2 separate regions of the Sus scrofa genome follow, and region 1 is linked to region 2. The links are chromatin contacts, called in public promoter capture Hi-C maps. All regions are on one chromosome and are shown on one strand. The core of a region is the stretch at or near the end of the contact, and the rest is flanking DNA. Distances in the headings are between cores, read along the strand shown. Region 1 holds the start of THNSL1 (threonine synthase-like 1). Region 2 overlaps LOC102166141 (a long non-coding RNA gene).

Region 1 (5,682 bases), core at 3,147-5,646, 45 kb before region 2:
GGCAACAGTGGTAATTTAGCATAAAATTTCATTATGCTGAAAACAAAGACTTTGGAATATTCTTGACTTTCTTTGACTCCAATTTCATTTAAAAGGACTACTGCTTTCCTCAGTTTAACTACTGGCTATAATTAGTCGGCAAAGTAGATAAGAACCTCAGGAGAAAGTGACTGTGCCATCTAAGATTTCATAACAGTCAAGACTGCTTTGCAAAGTCAGGTACATAACCAGACTTTAAACAAAGAGATGTTACAAAACTTCAGAAAATACAGATATAGCAGTATGAAAACTGAATAAAATGGAAGATAGTCCAAGAAGAATGAGAAGCTCCAAAAATAAAATTCTTGACTGTATGTTACAATTAATCCCAATGAGAACCAGAAAATCTTAAAAAAATTAGAGAGTGCTTAGGATATTAAATATTCCCATTTTCAAACAGCATGCATCCAGAAACTCCATACCAGTGAACTTGGAAAGCATCTAAAAATCTGTACAGAAGCAATGATGGTCTGAGCTACTTGGAGTTTCAGATCACTGAAATGAACATCATTAATAAAAATATTTTTGGACTGATAAATCAGGCCAACACCTTAGGCATACTAATCCTGATGTTAGCAAAGCCTATTATTAAAGCCTTGCTGATAAGGCAGAGCAATATGAACTGATTAATGGATGCATTTAGGTGACTGACTAAACCTTCAAACACAGGACTGCCGTCAGCCTAGAAAGAGGTATCCGAGTAGTCTACTACAGTGCAAAGTACTTTCCCTGTTCGAAGACAGAGATATAAAAGACATCCTCGGAGTTCCCATCGTGGCTCAGTGGTTAACAAATCTGACTAGGAACCATGAGGTTGCGGGTTCGATCCCTGGCCTTGCTCAGTGGGTCAAGGATCTGGCGTTGCCCTGAGCTGTGGTGTAGGGTGCAGACGAGGCTTGGATCTGGAGTAGGCCAGTGGCTACAGCTCCGATTCGACCCCTAGCCCGGGAACCTCCATATGCCGCAGGAGTGGCCCAAGAAATGGCAAAAAGACAAAAAAAAGACATCCTTATTAGATTTGCAAATGATATGAAGCTGGGAGTCATGGTAAAGATGAGAGAGTCAAAATTTAAAACTAGGGAGGTCCCATTATGGCTCAGCAGGTTATGAACCTGACTAGTATCCATGAGGATTCGAGTTTGATCCTGGGCTTGCTCAGTGGGTTAAGGATCCAGTGTTGTTGTGAGCTGTGGTGTAGGTCACAGACGTGTCTCAGATCCTGCACTTCTGTGGCTGTGGTGTAGGCTGCAGCTCTGATCCCACACCTAGCCTGGGAATTTCCTTATGCTGCAGGTATGGCCCTAAAAAACAAAAACAGAAACAAAATTCAAAACTATCTCCAGAGACTAATGATGAGTTTTAGATTAAAAAAGAATCAGTTACACAACTTTAGAATGGGAGAGACCAAGCTTATTCATAATTCATGTGGGAATTCCAATGTAAGACAATGGTGGGGCCTGACTGTCAAACTGCTAATGAATGCACTAATACAAGTATTGTGTATCAAGGAAAGGAGACAATGGTTCCACAGGCTGTTCAGACCATATATGGAATATTATCTTTAACAAAAAGGAAGGAGAAAATGACTGGAGATATTAAGTCACTGGAACCATCGAGAGAAGGGTGACAAATCTGTGAAGCACTTGGAAACCACCTCTTGCATGGTAAGCAACTGAAATGTTAAAAACCGATTCATAGCTTCTCTAACCTCTGTTTTTATAAATTAGTATTTTGCATGTATGACACCCTGTCAGATTAAAAACTCCCTATGTTTGGAGTTCCTGTCATGGTGCAGCAGAAACGAATCTGACTAGGAACCATGAGGTTGTGAGTTCGATCCCCGCCCTCGCTCAGTGGGTTAAGGATCCAGTGTTGCTGTAAGCAGTGGTGTGGGTCACAGATATGGCTTGGATCTGGCATTGCTGTGGCTATGGCGTAGGCCGGCAGCTGTAACTCTGACTAGACCCCTCGCCTGGGAACCTCCATATGCGCAGGTGTGGCTCTAAAAAAGCAAAAAAAGAAAGAAAGAAAGAAAGAAAGAAAGAAAGAAAGAAAGAAAGAAAGCCAAACAAACAAACCCCAAACCAAAAAACTCCCCATGGTTGTTGCTGACAGTGCAGGTTGACTTCATTACAACACAGTGAGTTCTCTGGCATCACTTCTGGATGCCTTCTACTCCTTTCCCTGTAAGTTCATCTTTCCTACTTACTCCTTCAGAGTAAACTGAACAGTCTGTCCTGTCACTCCAACATTGCCCGCAATGTTATCCATTAATAGGGGTTCAGTAAGTGCTTGCCAAATGAATAAAGATTTTTTCCTATAAAATTTCTTGAAAGTCACCTAGCTGCAGTAAAGCTTTTTGATATATCAATAAACAAAACATCTATTTGTAAACTATCTTAACATTCAAATTCAGCATTCTATAGAAAATATAATCTGTCATTGGGTTACAGAGAGGAGGAGCTTTACCGTGTATACTATACAAGTTTCTCAACAAAAGTCCATTCAGCAATGGTTAATTTGAACACTTCTCATAAATTCTGCAACTACACCATATCTTATTTTGAATTACTATTTCCAAACTACTACTAGATTTTGAGAAACTAATGGAAGATAAAATAGGTATTGGTCTGGTTAAAAACAGATTCTTAGACTTAAAAATGAAAGGATCTGTCCACTTGGTGAAGATGTGATGCACCCCAAGTAATTACTTTAGTAATCTAGTAATTATTTTTTTTTAAATAATTGACAATTATATCTGAAACACCTTAAAGATTATCTACTTTATTTAGTTTGTTTTATAGGTGAGAAAACAAATGAAAATGTATTCATGGTCACAAAACCAATTGGCATCCTGTTTTGGGTTTTAATTTTTGTTGTTGTCTTTAATTTGTTTTAGTTTAGTGTTCTTTCAATGTGGCTCTGACTTGTATCAGGAAAAGAAGAAAGGTAAAAAACTGAAGATCCTAGGAGGAATGAGATTTTCTCTACCAGTTACCTTCTTTTCTCACCATAGATTTAAGTTCTAAGTCCCTACAAAGAAGAGTAACTGGGATGTCTACTCTGTGGTTATCTTTTTAAAATTTAGGCAATTTAAGGGGTTCTAACACCTATGTAAATATTTTAACTCATTTACATATTTTGGGTATCAACTCTTCATCAACTATTAGATTTTTAAAAAAGGCCTTAGAAACTATTTTTTCCATTTATTTCGTTTCACCAAAAACTGAGACTCCAAAACAAATAGAAATTTATATTTGACAATAATTTTGGGAAAAATAAGTATTATCCCTTTAGAGAAGGAGCAGTGGAGTAGTCATAAATAAAACAATGAACCCCTGAAACCAAAGATCAATATATCCTAACCCGGGATAACAAATGGTGATTTTTCTCTTTTCAACAATAGGAAATTTCAGGCTGTTATATACCACATCATACAGGGACAAGCAAACAAATTAAATACAATTACATACCGTATTAACAGGAGGCTAACAAAAGAAAATATTCCTCTTACAGTACTGGACCTCCCTGTCTGTGAATTGAGATGCTAAATACTTAGATTTTGCAACCTCTTCTTCAAGAAGCTGTCATCCAAGGCTACCTCACTAAAACAAAAATATATGTTATTTCTTTTCGAAAATCCTAGGACGCTGATGTAATCGTGAAATGGAACAATTATTTTCCCCATTCTTGTTTCAAGTGATGATCTTTGCTTACCCACATACCTAGGAGGCTGAGGAGGCTCCTTCCAGTCACTGGGTATGAGGTTATAAATGCTCTCAGAAGAGTACGTTGGATCCATGGCCACCAAATGATTCCTTAAAACTACTCAGCTTTTTTCTCACTATACCAATATCTCCATCCCTTTCTTCACTGCTCCCCCTTTCCTCTCCTACTCTCCTGCCTTCTCAAGGAACTAAGGCTTCTGTGTGTCACACAATTCCCCTTTGACCTCCTCTAAGCGGTCCTCTCTTGGGAAGAAAATAAAATAACTTTTCTATCACTCCTGGGATTGCTTAGCGTTGTTGACGGCGTGGTTGCCGTGGAAACAGTTACTAGGCAACGGGGAAGTGGCAGGCAGCACCGCAAACTAGGTTTCCTCTCTTCCTCCCTCTGCAGCTCCCTTCCTGTCACAGAAGATCAACATAAAAACCATTCTTTACATGTACCTTTGGGGAAAAAGGAGTGAAGAATGACGTCCCCTTAAAAATGTTGCTCTTTTCTGTCTCTGCGTTTGGAGAGAAAGATAAACTTTACCAGAGACAGTCCGGAAGCGACGCTGGTGAGCGGGCGTCACACAACACGCGCGGGCTCCAACCCGGAGGGGCGGGGCGAACGGCTGCGGCCACGCAGACGCACGTCCAACGTCGAGAGCGCGACGGGGGAGGTGAGGAGCCCGAGGCGCGGGTGGAGCACGCGTACCCAATGCCCGGCTGCTCGGGCCGTGGGCGTGGCCCGCAGACCCGGAGGTCGGCACGGGCGCAGGCGCGGAGGCCACAGCGCGCGGGCGGGGCGGGCCTAGCGAGGCCTGGGGTCTGGGCGGTGGGCCAGCACTGACGAGGGCCAGCGGTACGGGGCTGCGTCCCGAGGAGGCGGCACTAGCGGCTCCTTCCCATTTCCTTTCCTTTCTCCCGTCTTCTCAGTGTGGTTTTCTTGGTGAGTTATTTGAGAAGGAAGGGAAACTGTACACTCCAGTCCGTTCCCACCGCATGTCTTTTCCCCTCTGTTCCTTCGCCTTTCCACTGCTCGGTGGTGATCCCCACGCCGTGTCCGCGCTCACCTTCCCTACTGCCTCTGTCCCGGGCTCAGCCCTGACGCCACCTGTGCAAGCGCGCCCGCGCCCAGCCGTCCACCTGTCGCGCCCCTTCCTCCCCTCGACCACCTGCTTCCCTTTCTCCTGCGCCTCGCCCCTTCACCACCTCCTTAACTCTTGATCGGGCTTCTTTCTTCTCGTAGGTCTTGACTTTATTAGACGAACAGCCTAACCAAGAAGGAGAAGCCTTTTCAATGGGCACTTGGATTTTTGCCCCCCCCCCTTCCTTTGGTGTCCCTTTTAGAAAATGGCCTTAGAATCGGTTTATTCCTTTGGCACCATTTGATCTTCCATGAACCGACTTATACCAAAATGACTGCTGAAAGAAGCTGTTAGAAGCCTTTGCCTTCCAGAGGCTCTAAAAGACATTTTGGCAGTATGATTTGGGCCGGATGATAATGATTCTGAACCAAACTTGTAATAGGGGCCACTCTGCCCAAAGGGAGTAAGGATTCTCAAAGATAGAAAAGGCCAGTTTTGGTCGTCTTACTGCCAGGTGCTCGGTGGAGGGATCAAAACAGCATGGTGGCTTGGTTAACTTAGGCTATGCTGAATGTATCGTCTCTCTCAGTGAATTTAACTAGGTAAGAATAAATTTAGAATAAATTTCAGATAAATGGCACCTTGAAGATGGTGCTCATGTTCTTTACATCAGATTTTCTATTTTCCAAAACATTTTGTAAGGATACAGCCACTTTGCCCTTTTCCTTTACATTTTGAGTATTTTATGTTTTGGGGGTTTTTTGCTTAGCATTTATAGAGGAAACTTCTGTTCTCTTTGTATGCTAAGATTTGAATTAAGGACTCAGAATGATAATACCGTTAGCCAA
Region 2 (5,448 bases), core at 2,078-4,577:
TGGGGCTCGGATAAAAGGTATGATTCTCTCCAGCTCGTGTGCTAAGCCTGTGTGAGTGAGGGTCGGCAATGTGCCTGGCTTTGCCAGCAACACAGATAAATCAACACTTAAACCTTTGGGAAGCCATTGAATACGTAATGTTCCCTTGATTCAATGATTCTTTCATTCCAGGACAGATAAAACACTAAGTAGCTTTCCAACATGAAATTTGGATGTCACCCAATCCCTTGGAAGAGCTGACAAATCTGCCCCCTGGGAATTGGTCAACACAAAGAAAGCAAGATCTACAGGAGGCCTCTCGCTTGTGGTGGTGTGTCCAGAGGCTTTTCCTGATGTGCTCTCTGAGTTGGGTCTTTGTTTCCCTGCCTGTTAAAACGACGTCAATGAGGTCACACCTACAAAAGCACTTGGTAACAGCCAGATCCAAGAGACATGTTATGTTAGGTGCTGGTAAAATTACTGAATTTCCCATTGATGGGGCATCATTTTACAATTCTGATCAGATACATACCGATGAAAAACTGTCTTCCAATTTAATAATAACTCCCAATTACAGGGCCTTTACTATGTGCCAGGTACTGAGCTAAGCTCATTAAAATACAAAATCTTGTTTAAAGTAGTATCTCTAATAATAAGTTTATTTATATTTATTATTAAGTTATATGTGAGAAAGCCAAGGTTTCAAAAAGTGAATGATTTGCTCCATGTTATAAAGCTTGGACGAGTTAGCAGGCATCTGGCCCACATTTGTCTGATTTGTCACATGAGAATTCTATTGATTTAACTTTATCTCCTGTACTTCCAAAAAGGAAGGACTCTCATTCTGGTGAAGGTGGGAATGGCTTTCAGTGAATGTCTACAGTAGCCTCTGCCCAGCCAAGGTCCTACTCTGGGCATCAGGCCATGGCCTGAGACTTGCCTGTTCAGTGGATGCTGTGGTGGCCCATCCAGACCCTCTTTACCAGCCACTGAGCCCATCCTGTAGCTGCTGCAACTCACAGCTGCCCCAGTTCTGGAGACTTCTCCACTCCCTCTGCCCCAGCCAACTTGCGATCCTTGTGGAGCCTCCCCACCCACCCTGACTGACCTAACAGACCTGCTGTACCTTAACAGCAGCAGATGGTGGGCAGGCACAGGCCAGCCTCCTCACCTAAAGGTGGCGCCTAATTTAGGTGCAATTTGTGCTCTAGGGTGTCCCGCTGGGAGCCATACTGAAGCTGGTCTCCATCTACGACTATGTTCTTGCTTAGCCTTTCCCCCAGGACCTCCAGACCCACTCTTTTCTCTTATTCCCCTGTCCTGAGAGCACACGCCAGGAAGTCACAGAAGCAAGAATCCCCCTTTTAGGCTTTGCTTCTAGGAAAAGTGAGCTAAGACAATTGGGCTATGTTGAGTTTTTCTATGACATATTCCTTACCTCTTCTTCAAAAAATTCCATGCTTTTTAAGCCTTCATTTAAAGACATTTTCTCTCTGAGCTTATTTAGGTTATTTCTGCTGCTGTCTGAAATGAATTCTGGTTTCTTCCTTTTCATCTGGGGTGGGGGGGGGAGCAGACCATTGTAACAGTGAAATTGTGAGATCATGGACATTTGCTGCCATCAAGGATCTGCTGGGAAGCAGCTGTTTCTGCCATCTAATTATTGAGAGAGGAAATGGCTTAATATTATCTATTTGGGTCCCTGATTCTTGTCATACATTTACAAAATTGTTGAGATCCCTTCTCGACAATCCACCACATAGCCCCTATTTGGTGTAAAATCACCACAGCCCTAATTCCCCAGGGCTGCCAGGCATACAAAGGTCTTTTTTCCTCTCAGGGTGTCTAAAATGCTGTTTTCTTCCCTCAGGGAAAACACCCTCGCTGCACACTGGTTCCTCCATCAGCCTCCAAAGGAGCCTGTGATAACCGCATTGAGGCACTATGACTTGGCTCTTACGTGGGACCCTGAAGCAACCACAGCACAGCAATTCTTTGAGCTGAAGAAATGAATACATAAAATAAAAAGGCACTTTCCAAAGGGACCAATCTTACAATCTGAAAGAAAAGCTTCTCTGATAAACGGGCACAATATTGGCTGTTGAGGGAAAGTATCTGTTTGGGGAAACTGCCAAAAGGATTAGGCATTCAGTTTCCGCCAGTTAATCATTTACAATTATGAGTCCAGGCAGATCAATAAGATCCACCACAAAGAGATAAGAAAGTTGGAGAGCAACAGAGGAACCATTTACAAGTGCAAAGTCTAGAGATGAGTCCACGTGGCCAATGCAATGGCTCTCATGGTTCCGCTGTCCCCACTGGGGGCCATGGCTTGAAGGCAGGGTGAGGACAACAGGGAATGGGATTTCGGATTCATCACTGGAGGGCGCCAAGTTCTTACCAAGTAGCTGGGCTTTCAGGCGCTTTGGGCGGAACTCTTTGTCTTCTACAACTTTCTATGTTTTTTTGCTCATTACTTATAATCTTGGATTGATCTTTTTAGCTTCACAAATCTTTCCATTGGTAAAGCCATTATTTAGTCTGCATATTTTCGTCACCTACCTTCCCTTCCCCATTCACTTTCAGACCCTGACAACCTTTTCTCATTCCATGGAGCCCTTCTCCAGGTAAGATACTGTTCAAGCAGCTGGCACACTTGTTGTTGAGATTCGCATAGTTCACTAGATAAATCCCAGGTACTCCTTCACCTGTTTACTGATGGTCCTAATCAGCCATTCTCGTTTTCTTGCCTCTTTCTCTCCAGATCATTTTCCTTCAAGACACTGCCTCTCTGGATTGCCTGTTAGCCTAGCAAAAATCTTGGAAGGAAATTAGCTCAAAGAAGGACTTCCTGTATCTATCTGGAAGAGATACCTCTAAGCTTTCTTTCAAATAGTAATAAATGCTTGAAATGCGCCCTCATCCAGGTAGAAATTTCCTGCTGACATCACTTTACCAGGTAATGTTCCTTTTCTTCCCTGCTAAACATATTCACTTCATGGTACACAATACAAATGTCTTTCTATATATCAAACACGCCCCATCACAGACACCTGTAAATGACCAAATGAGTTCTGTGAAGGACAGAAAGCCATTTAGAGCTTATTAAACATTATTTGGGCCATTTACAATCAATGCGAATTGAGCTGAGCAGAGTCAAAATAAAACTTGAAATGGTAACTAATTTTTCCGGTTCTCTTTACCTTGCAGAACCATCAAAACAAAGATCTCAAAGTCCATGTATTAATCTGTCTCTAATTGAAGGCCTTGTTTTCTCTAGGCAAGATCTTCAATAATGTCATTCTTTTTTCCTGACTTCTGACCCAGGAGAACAGTGATTGGCTGGGCCCAGCACTGCCCTCCTCCCAGGGAGGCAGGTGGAATGAGGCCTTAATGTCCTACTACCACCGTGGTGGTAGGAAAAAGATTGTTTCTCAATTTTTCCTTCTCATCCCCCGACTCTCTCCCCACCCCTCCCTGCATGCCTGCCCCTGCCTTCTCCTGCCAACCATTTCTTGCTCTTGGTTAACTGTTTAAACCTCCCCCCCTTTTTGGGATAATTACAAAAGGCAAACTATCACTTTTCTTGGGAATAGTGATAGATACAAATAAACTGTGATTATAAAATTAATACATATTCACGTTAACAGGATTTTTTTTTTTGAAAATACAAGAAATTAGATGAAATATAAGTTCCTCTGTAACTCTACCTTTCAGAGATACGGATCTCAGAATTTTGATGCCTCTGCTTTTTTTTTTTTTTAAATTAAAAAATTGAGATAATGTAGCTCCTGCTGTGGCTCAGTGGGTTAAGAACCTGACCCAGTATTTGTGAGGATGCCTGGCCTCGCTTAGTGGGTTAAGGATCTGGTATTGCCATGGCAGTTGTGACTCCGATTCGACCCTTAGCCCAGGAACTTCCATATGCTGTAGGTGTGGCCATAAAAAGAAAAAAAAAATTGAGATCACTTTTTAATATCAGATCTCCACTTAACACTATTTGGCAATCATTTCTTATGTCATTAAAATTATTACTGGAGTTCCCACTGTGCAACAGGATTGGCAGTGTCTCTGCAGCGCCAGGATGCAGGTTTGGTCCTTGGTCTGGCACGGTGGATTGAAGAATCCAGCGTTGCCATAGCTGCAGTATAGATTGCAGCTGTGGCTTGGATCTGATTCCTGGCCCGGGAAGTCCATATGCCTTGAGGCAGCCAAAAATAAAAATAAAATAATTATTAAAGCATGGTTTAATTTTTTTTTTTTTTTTTTTTCCTGCAGCTATAGCAAGAGGAAGAGTTCCTGAGCCAGGAATCACCTGTGCCACAGCAGTGACAATGCTGGGATCCTTAACCCACTGAGCCACCTGGGGCCTCCTAAAGCATGATTTTAAAGTTGTCATCATATCACATCCTGTGGCTTCATCATTGTTCATTCTTCTATTCCCTCGGTATGGGGCAACTAGTCTCCTTATGATTTTGCTACTGTAAATAATACTATAACATACTTTCCCCTCATACATCTGTGGCGTTTTAATAGGGGACATTTGAAGACTCCCAAGAAATGTCTCTTTAACACAAAACTGCAGAAATCGGTTACAGGAGGAGTTATAATTTTGAAGGAAAAAGACTTTTGCTTCACTTGCCTGCTAAAAAGGTGAACTACCTTTGTGTGTGGCTGAGGTCAGAGATGGATGAAGCAACTGCTAGGTGATCACCGAGGTAGGAGGAAAGAGGGGTGAGAAAGCTGACCAGTCTTCAACTAGTAAATGGAGATCACAGGCTTCCTATCTTCCACTTTCCACCTATCATTCCAAAACGGAAGTAAGGCTGGCCCCTCGTGTGTGTTCATGTCCACTCTTCCCATTGTCTGACTTGAGACACACACTGTATAAACCCTCGATGACAGGCTGCTAAAGGAAGAGCTAAACCCATGAATTAAGAGTTCCTCAAAGAGAGGTGTGGCTGAGGCAGAAGTGACAGCTTCATCCCCTCCCAGCTTCCATTGTTCCTGAGTACTCAGTAGATGTACTTAGTACTTAGTAGATGTACTTAGTACTTCAGATGACTGCTGTTGGGCAAGTTCTTCCCAGTAGAAATCTGCAGAAGGACCCTGCCTCCCCCTAGTGGATGTTAGCGCGAGGTGAACAGGCGGATTCTCCTGCAAGGTCCAGAAGCCAAGAATCGTGTCCTTACATGCCCTCCTGAGATAATGGAAGCTGTGTTTCTGGAGGAGACTCCTCCCACTCCATAGAAGCTCTTGTCTTTCGCCAGCCATCTGTGTCTACTGCTGCCACAAGACAAGACATCAGGGGATGTTTTCTCCTTCAGGGCACTATCCCAGGCTCTTTTCTTTTTTAAATTACTTCAGCAATCTACTGGTTGTGCTTCTTTTTCACCAGTGTTAGAAACTTCTGTCCAGATTCACTTTATGCTGTGTCATGAGGCGTTGCTAATACAAACAGAGGCCAGA

The links. Promoter capture Hi-C pulls out the DNA fragments that hold promoters and counts their contacts.
Region 1: a contact with region 2 is called in a promoter capture Hi-C map of liver, with 5 times the contacts expected there. The contact joins the promoter of THNSL1 here to the enhancer-like site in region 2. A contact is called at or near these places in 1 of 5 promoter capture datasets (liver), 6 of 47 Hi-C or Micro-C datasets (embryonic fibroblasts, fibroblasts, liver and 1 more) and 1 of 2 datasets of contacts at active chromatin or transcription factors (skeletal muscle).

Annotation. Positions count from the first base shown.
Region 1 is chr10:50,309,298-50,314,979 of Sscrofa11.1, reverse strand. It overlaps THNSL1 (threonine synthase-like 1), which reads left to right and starts at 4,396. Exons shown (of 2, transcript XM_021064910.1): 1 at 4,396-4,426. It overlaps ENKUR (enkurin), which reads right to left and starts at 4,371. Exons shown (of 6, transcript XR_002336356.1): 1 at 3,765-4,371.
Region 2 is chr10:50,263,345-50,268,792 of Sscrofa11.1, reverse strand. The region is part of intron 3 of LOC102166141 (a long non-coding RNA gene); the gene reads right to left. It overlaps LOC102166227 (a long non-coding RNA gene), which reads left to right. Exons shown (of 4, transcript XR_002336361.1): 1 at 1-17; 2 at 1,850-2,606; 3 at 2,744-2,938; 4 at 4,258-5,448. Among named protein-coding and RNA genes, the nearest start is that of THNSL1, 45 kb to the left of the region's middle. Within about 2 kb of position 3,327, at least 6 of the 83 cell types and tissues checked have an H3K27ac peak or open chromatin away from gene starts, as enhancers often do. A contact at or near this core is called in liver, where this site is marked.